Regions from separate parts of the Mus musculus genome. Here all the other regions are linked to region 3. A link is a contact called in public HiChIP or PLAC-seq and Micro-C data. All regions are on one chromosome and are shown on one strand. The core of a region is the stretch at or near the end of the contact, and the rest is flanking DNA. Distances in the headings are between cores, read along the strand shown. Region 1 overlaps Wwox (WW domain-containing oxidoreductase). Region 2 has its middle 52 kb from the start of Gm51552. Region 3 overlaps Wwox (WW domain-containing oxidoreductase).

Evidence for each region. Hi-C and Micro-C count contacts between places; a contact is called where the count stands out from the background. HiChIP or PLAC-seq counts read pairs in DNA pulled down with a chosen protein or histone mark.
Region 1: a contact with region 3 is called in a Micro-C map of muscle stem cells, with 6 times the contacts expected there. The contact joins two enhancer-like sites. A contact is called at or near these places in 3 of 484 Hi-C or Micro-C datasets (liver, muscle stem cells and myocytes), 1 of 115 datasets of contacts at active chromatin or transcription factors (heart atrium) and 1 of 9 other capture datasets (embryonic stem cells).
Region 2: a contact with region 3 is called in a FOXA1 HiChIP or PLAC-seq map of pancreatic cancer cells. The contact joins two enhancer-like sites. A contact is called at or near these places in 1 of 484 Hi-C or Micro-C datasets (bone marrow-derived macrophages) and 1 of 115 datasets of contacts at active chromatin or transcription factors (pancreatic cancer cells).

What each region holds. Positions count from the first base shown.
Region 1 is chr8:115,332,663-115,335,584 of GRCm38.p6, reverse strand. The region is part of intron 8 of Wwox (WW domain-containing oxidoreductase); the gene reads right to left. Among named protein-coding and RNA genes, the nearest start is that of Gm39256, 310 kb to the left of the region's middle. Within about 2 kb of position 1,449, at least 31 of the 459 cell types and tissues checked have an H3K27ac peak or open chromatin away from gene starts, as enhancers often do. A contact at or near this core is called in muscle stem cells and myocytes, where this site is marked.
Region 2 is chr8:115,769,905-115,773,224 of GRCm38.p6, reverse strand. No RefSeq gene overlaps it. Among named protein-coding and RNA genes, the nearest start is that of Gm51552, 52 kb to the right of the region's middle. Within about 2 kb of position 1,419, at least 79 of the 459 cell types and tissues checked have an H3K27ac peak or open chromatin away from gene starts, as enhancers often do. A contact at or near this core is called in pancreatic cancer cells, where this site is marked.
Region 3 is chr8:114,775,894-114,779,196 of GRCm38.p6, reverse strand. All of the region lies in intron 8 of Wwox (WW domain-containing oxidoreductase), which reads right to left. Among named protein-coding and RNA genes, the nearest start is that of Gm16118, 69 kb to the right of the region's middle. Within about 2 kb of position 1,371, at least 52 of the 459 cell types and tissues checked have an H3K27ac peak or open chromatin away from gene starts, as enhancers often do. A contact at or near this core is called in muscle stem cells, myocytes and pancreatic cancer cells, where this site is marked.

The DNA of each region.
Region 1 (2,922 bases), core at 200-2,699, 560 kb before region 3:
CTGGCAGAGCTATGCGCGGTATGGTAAGGACTGAAGGAACGCCTCTGTGACTTCACATGATGTCACAGAAAGAGGACATCCTCCCTCAGGACAGCCCACCCATCATCATTCCCTCGTCTGCGAACTTACGATACAAACTGCTCTTGACCCCCAGTGCCCATCAATCTGAGGCTGGTTAGTGTGTGCTATCAGGGTTCAACTTCACGAAGAAGGGGCCCAGCACCCCACCCAATTTGAGGTACCCAGTAGTTACTCATCAAATAGTTCTAGCAGAAGAGTTGAGTAAGTGGTACTTTTAAAAAACAGATCTAAGATTAAAAAAAAAAAACATAAACAATGTAAGAGCCTGACTATTTTGTTCTTGAATTACTGTTGATGTGGTTTGGGCAACATTCTTCCCTATAAGTTGTGACTCACATAAAGCTTTCTCTTATACAAGGCTGGCTATGAGGCAGTCAGCAGACTAGAGGAACACATGTACACTCTCCCTGTCCTACTCCCTTGTGGTCCTGGTGGAAAAGATTTGCTGTTTTCTTCCCAGGTTACAGAAAACTGAGAGAGGAAACTACTTGCTCAAGTCTACACAACTCCTAAGTATCAGGTCTGGTTTGAACTCATGCCTTGTCTCTGAAGTTATGTTACACAACAGAGATGGAACTTAGAGCATGCCTCTTCAGGTCTCTGGGCCTTCCTTTTATCGTTGGACTTCATTTCCAGGTACAGATTTCTACAAGGCTCCTAGCCTACAGGGTTTGCATTTGCCTGCAGAGTGGGTTTGAGATGGAGGGAAAATGGGATCAGGACTGTTTCCTAGAACTCTGCCTGTAGGCAGAGAAAGAGATGGAGTCCAACTACAGGGAAGTACAGTCTCATCAGGTCTTGGTATTTTGTTGCCTCTTTTTACTAACATATTAATGCCACCTCAATAACCATGAGATGAATGAATGAATGAGCAGGTAGATGTTGTTGAATGGATGAACAAATGGGGAACTGAAAAGTTGGATGGATGGATGGATAGATGGATGGATGGATGGATGGATAGATGGACAGGTAGATGGATGGATAGATGATGGATGGATGGACAGGTGGATGGATGGATTGGCAGGTAGATGGATAAATGGATGGATAGATGGATGGATAGGCAGCTGGATAGATGAATGGATGGATGGATGGATGGATGGATGGATGGATGGATGTATGGATGAATAGATGAATTAAGAACTGAACAAATAACTAAATGACTGTTTGGAAGTACTGCTTGTTATTTTACACCAAAAGGGAGGCATGCTGTGGACATGACTCACTAGTGGTCACTCAGACTTTAAAAATACCCACATTCCTTGTGAGAGCTGGCAGGAGCAGTTTCTCTCCCTGGAGCACAGCCCTCTGCCTACCTAATACAGTGTGAGGTGTTAACTACATTATCTGGAAATACCCCTATGACTAATTCCCATCCCTTATCCGGAGGAGAAGAAAATTGTCTGTAGTGCGAATGCCCCAGATTCCTGGTCAGTTTATGTAAGGCGTTTCAAGCCATTGCAGTATTTAAAGCCATTTTTAGCTTCAATCACTTGATGTGTGGTGAGCCAAGAATACCTGATCTCTTACTCCTTAAAACTCCCTGTTTTTTCCACTAATTTTGTTTAAAGTGGTTGTGGCACTAAGTACTTCTCCACTGAAGAGAAGGTTTATAAACATGCATCCCAACATTATGCCGTCTTTTAAATAGGTGCTTATTCAGTGAATTCTCCTGTTACATCGCCTGGGCTCCTTTAGCTCTGATACTTTGGGCTGATCCCAGCCCTGCCAGGTGGTGGGTGGGTGATATTTATTTTTTGTCATGGCCTATTTGGTGGTTTTTGTACACTGAAAACTTTTCTGCTCGTCCCAAACAGGATTAGATGGAAGCTTTTCCCAAGTGATGTCTACAGCAATTGAATAAGGTTTGAGCTCTGACTAACCAAAAGTTAGAAGACTACGGGGGAGGGGTGCTTTTATTAAGTAGGGAAAGATAAAGGTCCTTTCTTTATGCGGTGTAGCTACTTTGAAACACATGAAATGCTCAGAAAAGCAAAATCTCAGGGCATCAGATATTTTCTCAGAACCTAAACCCCGATTTCACTTGCACTCTTCTTGCCTTTACCCTCCAAGAAATAGAAATCCTACTTTGACCACCTTTCGCAGAATCTTATTGTTCATTTGTTGGTCTTTAAATATATGGACAAACAAATTCAGCTGCATTTCAATACGTGCAGGTACCTCCAGTGGGCTAATGATTCCTACAAGTCCTCGGATTTCTTTGTGAACTCGTTGACAGTAAATAGCAGGGTGTGTTGGTTTAAGAAATAAACCCATTTGCTGTAGTGCCAGAGTAGCTACAGCCGTGTTCTAATAAAACTCCCAACACAAGCCTAGCCAGGCAACATGATTTGGCCCATGGACTGCAGTTCACAGACCATTGCTCTATAAAACTCAACAAATTAATTATCAGAGTGTATCTTCTAAACGACTTCCCTTCCTTGACAAAACAGACTTGATGTTTTATTGAATCTTTATTCCAGTTTCATCCAAGTTGAAAATATCATAATATTTTGTTGTTGTTATTGCTGCTGCTGCTGTTGCTGCAATGGGATCTGAACCTAGAGCTTTGCGTATATATATTAGGCAAGAATGCTACCTCTAAGTTACACTCCTAGCACTAAGAATTCCTTTTCAAAGCCATCTCATGCATCCCCGATGCCCACAAACTTACTATGACCTTGAGCTTCTGATCCTTCTACCCCACTTTCCAAGTGCCTGTGCCACCATGTGTGGTTTATGCCGTGCTGGGGACTAAACCCAGGCCTTTGGCAAGTCCTTTGCTTACTTAGCTGGATCTCTGAGCCCACACAGTGAAGCTTCCTAAGGCTGTCTGCAGAAGGA
Region 2 (3,320 bases), core at 170-2,669, 990 kb before region 3:
ATACTACACACACATACAGATCACACACACACTGTTTCTCAAATACGTACATTGAGCAAAATACAGCTGGTTTATTTCACTTGGTATCATGGTATATCCATGCCTTTACATGCACTAGCCACTGGTTATATTTTTACGTAAATAATACTTCATTTAACAAATGTGTCATGAATATATTTACCAACTAATAGATATTTGGTTTGTCTCTACACTTGAGCAATTACAAGTGAGGCTGCTAGGGATATCAGTGTCGTAATGTCATCACACTTGATCAGAAAGAGTTTCAGGCAACGCAGGCCTCTAGAGCTCTGCCATCATGGAGAGTGAGTGCACACAAGCTATTGTTCTTACAAGCCAAGACCTGCAGTGAGATGCTGCCCCACCAACCCCGAATCCTCAGAGGGCCTGATGGAGTGTGAGAAGAAGCAACTGCTCCATGTGGAAGGAAGCAGTGGCCCCCCCATCTAATAAAAGAAAGACCTCACAGAATACTAGTGCATGTACATGCAGAGGGAATGACCACGTTCAGTACCAACCAGCTCTTCAGGGCTGTTTTGTTTATTGTGTGAGATAAGGTCTCCTGTAGCCCAGACTAGCCAAAAATAGCCTCGAACTCCTGATCTTCCTGCCTCTACTTCCTTTGATCACTAGTGTGTTGCCATACCCTGCTTTTCCATAGTTATTTTGATGCTGGACTCACAGAAATGCCTTGAGTTCCACTAATATACATAGTAAATGACTTATAGGGATTGCCTATAAAAATATGCAGAAATATTCCGAACACAGAATTACACCATCCCATTCGGGAGAGGTTGGGGAGGAAGAAGCCCCTGTAACAAAAGCTCTGCGTGCTTTTCCTTTCATCTCAAAGGAAGTGTGCACCCCACTCTTTCCTGTGAATCCCAGAGTCTCAGGGCTGGGACCTCCCTTCCCATCTAGGTTCAGCAAGTCCTGAAGGATGTACCACCCAGGAACATGCATAGCCATACTATCAGTGACACCCATTCCAACCACTGCAAGTATACACAGCTCCCCTTCCGAGTAGAGTAGAGGGTGTCAGAGAGACCATGCCTTCTCCCACCCAATGACACAAGTTAAAAATACTGCCTGCTTCTTCGGCTAACTCCCATCTTAGCCTTGCACATTTAAAAATATTCCCGTCAGTGGCTCTATGTTTGAAAATGTATTTTGCATCTGATAATTATGAGGCATTTAAAGGGGCAAAATTAGAAAGCACAAAATTAGGCTGGCGAGCTTATTTAGCCCAATTCTTGTATTTTAATGGGTGGAAGTTGGGTAATTGTCTGCTCTTGGGGTATGAAGACCCCCCCCCCAATAGGAGTAGTGGAAATATACTGGCTTCTCTGTGGTCCCAATCACTCAGTGAGTCACGGCTGTGGATCAGCACTGAGGAATGTCAGACACCTGAAGCAAGAGCTTGCATCGAGTTCTCCCCGAGAACCTCAGGAGCTGGATCACAAGGTAATCTAACAGCACAAAGATTAACAGAGATAACTGCGGTAAGTTGGCTTTCAATGTAAAGAGATAGGTAATAGCTGTGGCAACCCGACATGATGTATTTACCAGGAGAGTTGATTGTCACTAGGGTCTGTGTGTCCCTGAAGGTAGACCATCCCCAAACAGCTCTGATTCTGCGCAAACATTGACAGGGATGCCTTCGTTTGCACACCAAAGCTAGCTGCTCTTCCCCAAGACTTAACAATGTAAAAAAGAGTACCCAAAGCTGGCCAAACCAAAAAGGGCAACTTCACGTGGTCTTTTCATGGCTGCCAACCGGAACCTCGGCGATCTGACTGTGTAGTGCTAATAAACTCAGTGGCTACTTGCAAGGAGCTTGCCCTGGACCCAGATGGGTAGATCCATTCCCCCAACACAGACAGCATGCAAGAGTTTTCTCTTTTTCAGATCTCCTCATAGCTCTTTGCAAGCTTCGACAGGCTGCAGGAAGCCTAGTTGAGGCCCAGAAATCCCAGGTATGAGTCATCTGGATGAGTCAGATGTGGCCCTTTGCTTTCTTCAGGCTGTGGTTTGCTCTTAACAGAGGTTGCTTTGTTCTTTACCCAACCGAGTCCTGACTCCCTCTGCACTCTGGGGAAGGAGACCCGACACTGTCAAGTCCACTTTACAGAAGGCAGAATGGACATGCCTGGCTCCAGCTTCAAATAATGTTCTGAAGCAATCCATGGAATAGGTGCACAGCATCTGAAGGGCCTGAGAGCTGAATTTGCTCCCAGGCTAAGATCTGAGTTGTCCCTGTAGGATGTATCATCTCAGCGAGGTAGTATCCTTAGTTGCAAGGCACTAAAAAACATCCATCCACTCAGAGAATCATGTATGAAGCCAAAAGCCCATGCTCCTACAGGCATATCCAGCAATGTTTGAGGTCACATTTAATTATTACATGTGTCTAATTGTTACACGTGTCAATGTTAGCATTCACCACATGATGCTTGATGCTACAGAAAAATCCTTTTGGTCACTAATAATGGGTCAATATTCAGGCATTTTGGACATTTTTAAAAAAATCTTTATTTAAAAGAAAAATCTAATTTCTAACCAAAGAGTGAATAGCTAGAGAAGTCATTTCAGTTTCATTTATTTTTGGTTGGGGGAGGAAGGGGTTTGGGAGACAGGCTTTCTCTCTGTAGCCCTGGCTGTCCTGGAACTCACGCTGTAGACCAGGCTGGCCTCGAACTCAGAAATCCACCTGCCTCTGCCTCCCAAGTGCTGGGATTAAAGGCGTGCGCCATCACTGCCTGGCCAATTTAATTTCTAAACCATCTTTGAGCAGACCTAGTTTACCCAGAATACACTGGTATAACAAAATAGTTACCAGGAAAACTCAATTCAAATACATAAATGCATATGTCAGAATATGAAACAATGAAAAGGAAGGTCTGAACAGGAAATCTTGAGGGGCATTTGTCGCCACCCCACCCCCGCCTGCGACACTCCCTCTACAGAAAATGTGGCTCCCTACTCTTGTATTCCGAGACAAGAAACCATAGAAAGCACAAATAATACTGAGACAAAAAAATAGAAGATAGAAGAAATTGAGCAAAAGCTACCCGTGGCTGTGCTAGCACGCTGCTGTGAAGCCAGGCACACCTGGTGCTTTCGAGTGTGTGATTGACCCTTCCCTTGAACAAGGATGCTAAGAAGCAGCAAGGCTGGGAGCCAAGCAGGGGAGACAGGGAGAGCGGGAACAAGGAGGGAGAGGGTTGTTTGCAGACGAGACTGTTAAATTGACTTGGATGAGGTCCCTTCCAATCCTCCCTGCATAAAATAGTTGTCTATTT
Region 3 (3,303 bases), core at 122-2,621:
GTTATATCTGTGAACTGCAGAGTCTTAGACAGAACCCGCTCCCTGTGATGCGGTGTTTCTGACAGTCACTGATCTTGTCAGCGTACGTACTCTTCCTTTTTGTGTGGACAGTGGAGTCCTGAGAGCCCATCTTCCCCATTTCCAGGGCAAGATTGTGGGAGAGCAGGAGCTGTGCAACCCAGCACTAAGCATAACCTGTCATAAACGGCACGCGGTGCTTAGTATTCAGAACAAGACATCTCTGTCTCATTCTCGAAGACCCTTTTGACAAAAGCCATCTCGCAGCTGCCAGGAGTATCGAGTCCAGCTGAGGACAAACTTCAAGATGAACCTGAAATCAATTGGCCATCAAATTTTCATGCCTCTCCCAGACTATCTGTGGCATTTTAATTACAAGCACCCTCGGCGGGGGGTGCTACAGATATTGACACTTGGCTCCTACAATAAACTTTATTGGCAACCTCTGTCTGCATGCAGGACTTGCCTAGAATAACAAGAAATGTATGAGAAGCAGGAGTGGAGTGCAATTGCTCAAAATCACCCCCCTCCCCTCCCCTGAAAGGGGACTAGGCATTACTTGGCACGAGCGATAGGACAAGGAATGATCTGAGTTGGATAAATGACTGGGTGTGGAGAGATGGGTCAGTGGCAAAGCACGTGCCACAAGGGTGAGGGGCTGAGTTTAGCTTTAAGAAACCCATGGAGAGCCAAATGTGAGAGCACATGTTTATACTCCCAGTGGATGGTGCTGAGTTGGGAGGTAGAGACAGGAGACTCCCTAGAAAGCTCACCAGCCACCAGAAAGCTGGTGGACGTTAAGGAGGGCCAATATCTGAGGTTGACTTGTGCTCTCCACATGTGCACTCTGTGGCACATACGTCCTTGCACACATGAAGAGGTAAGCATGCACACACAGGCACATGTGCACAGACAATGTGCACTTAATCTTCAGATTACACGTGCTGCCATGTCCTAGGAGTCCTAGGGTACCTGCCTATGGCACAGCAGAGTGTCATCTTGCTTTCTTCTGTATGGGATGAGTATTGCTGAAATACATCATTCCCCAGCCCTTCAAAGGACAGAATGGACCAAAGGCCATAGGCTTGAGTTAAGGGAATGGAATCACTCACTGCTGGTGGTCGGGCAGTCTGTGTGTTGGGTTGGTAGACATCTATCTACTTCAGGAGCAAGAGAAGCCAGCCTCTGACATTTCCTCGCTTTGGCCCCGGCTGTTAGATGGGCTGTAAATATCAAGAGGAAGTCAAGGAGACCTTGTGATTCGCCAGCCACAAAGGATCCTTGCTCTGTGAAAAGTAAGGACTTTAGAACTGCAGGCTTGAAGCTGAGCACTCCTCAGCAGGGAGTGGGGGTGGGGAGTTGGGACAAAGGTTACAGCATTGTTGTGTCTCCCAGTGTCACAGACGCTCAGGCACAATCCTGCAGCTGCCTGATACGGACCCAATATTCTGATAAATATAACAACTGGCTTTCTGAAAACAAGAGAGAGCGTATGAACAGGTACACGGGGCTGTCACACACTCTCTAGTGCAAAGGACAACTGGTGTGGCCTTTATCAGTAAGAGACATGCAAAACTGTTTGTTACAAATGCCACACAGCCAACTGAGGCTCAAGGGAAGCTTTTATTGATTTGTGACAAACACTTGTATCCAGAGCTGAGCTATGGCCCAGCCTGGGGAGCAAGTGACAACCCCTCTGAGTGTGGCTTGATGATTCAGAGTGAATCACTTAGTGTGAACACTGAGACATGTACTCTGGCATTCCACACATTCTTCCATTGTGCGAGTGAATTCTTCGCTGGATTGGATAAGTCAGTTTTTAATTCGGTGTTCTGTGCGTTCATGATGTAATAGGTACAGGTATGTTAGTTAGCCTACAACCTATTCTGCAATGGGAACATTGTAACCACTTTCTCCATTAAGACCACATAGATAAAGCAATCTTGCTTCCCTGTGTAGGTTTTGCCCATTCCTGTGGGGCAAATATGCCTGCCATGGCTGCTCTCAAGACATCAAGGCAATATCCTTAAACACAGGGTCTGATTGTGTTTACATCTTTCCACTATTTGGAACGCAATGGACCTCGGAAGTCTCTTTACCAACCTTTCAACTTTAGGACATGATTTTGCCATCTACAGAGTTCTCGGTAGAGAACCACGACCTTGAGTCACGAAACAAAATTTTCAAAAAAACGGTATCTTCAAACACTCGAAGTGGGCGTTTGAGTTTGTTTTGGGAAGCATTTACATCTATCCTTGGCCCAGCTTGACCCCGCGGCCACAAGCTGGACTTGGCTACAAAAGCACTGGTAATGGTCAGATGTGGTTTCAAGAAAAGAAAAATGCAGGAAGCACAGAGCTCTGATATTAATTGAATAACTCAGTTACTGCATAGCCCCAGGGCCATGTAGGGAGAGAGTTCCCTTCAGAGTGAACATAGTGGGCATTATACAAAAGTACACAAGTAGACACACACACACACACACCAGGAGATTCTGCCAACAAACCCCTGTGTTGTCATCTTACAGACAGGGACCCTTTGAAACACAGGCTGGTGATCAATGCCTGAAATACAACAGCAGAAGATTATCAGAAAGTTGTATCTGGAAGAGTTGGTAGGCCCACAAAGAAAGTGGGAAGAATAGACCCCACTATAGAGAGTAGTCAACTGCAGTCCCCGTTGACAGGGCTATCAATAGACGGCCTCCCCACTAGCTTTTGTCTACTCCTTAGAGGGTTTTGCTTTGTTTTGTTTTAATAAGAAACAATCACGGAGCTGGAGAGATGGCTGAATGGTTAGAGCACTCTCTGCTCCTGCAGAGGTTCGGTTCCCAACACCGCATTGGAGAATTTACAGTGAGCCGTATCTCAAGCTTCAGAGAATCTGCCCCCTCGACTGGTACCTCATGTGCACATACCCACACATAGGCACATATATGTGCACATACTTAAAAGTTAAATAAGTATTTTTAAATGAGAAAAAAATCGCAATCTTCTTGTGAATTATTTGCTATCATTACAAAGGCAAAAACAATATTGATTCATCAAGCTGAGACTGCTCTCTCTCTCTCTAGGCAGCCCACAGAGGAGGAGGAAGAAGAAGAGGAGGAGGAGGAGGAGGAGCAGCAGCAGGAGCAGCAGCAGCAGCAGCAGCAGCCGCCTCCTCCGCCATCACCTCCGTGCATCATGTCTCAATTCCATGACACCACATGCGGTTTCTGCATGCTTTCCACATGCAGTATCAGGAGACATCATTTGTGCAGGCTTGACTAGGGAGGGACAGGAC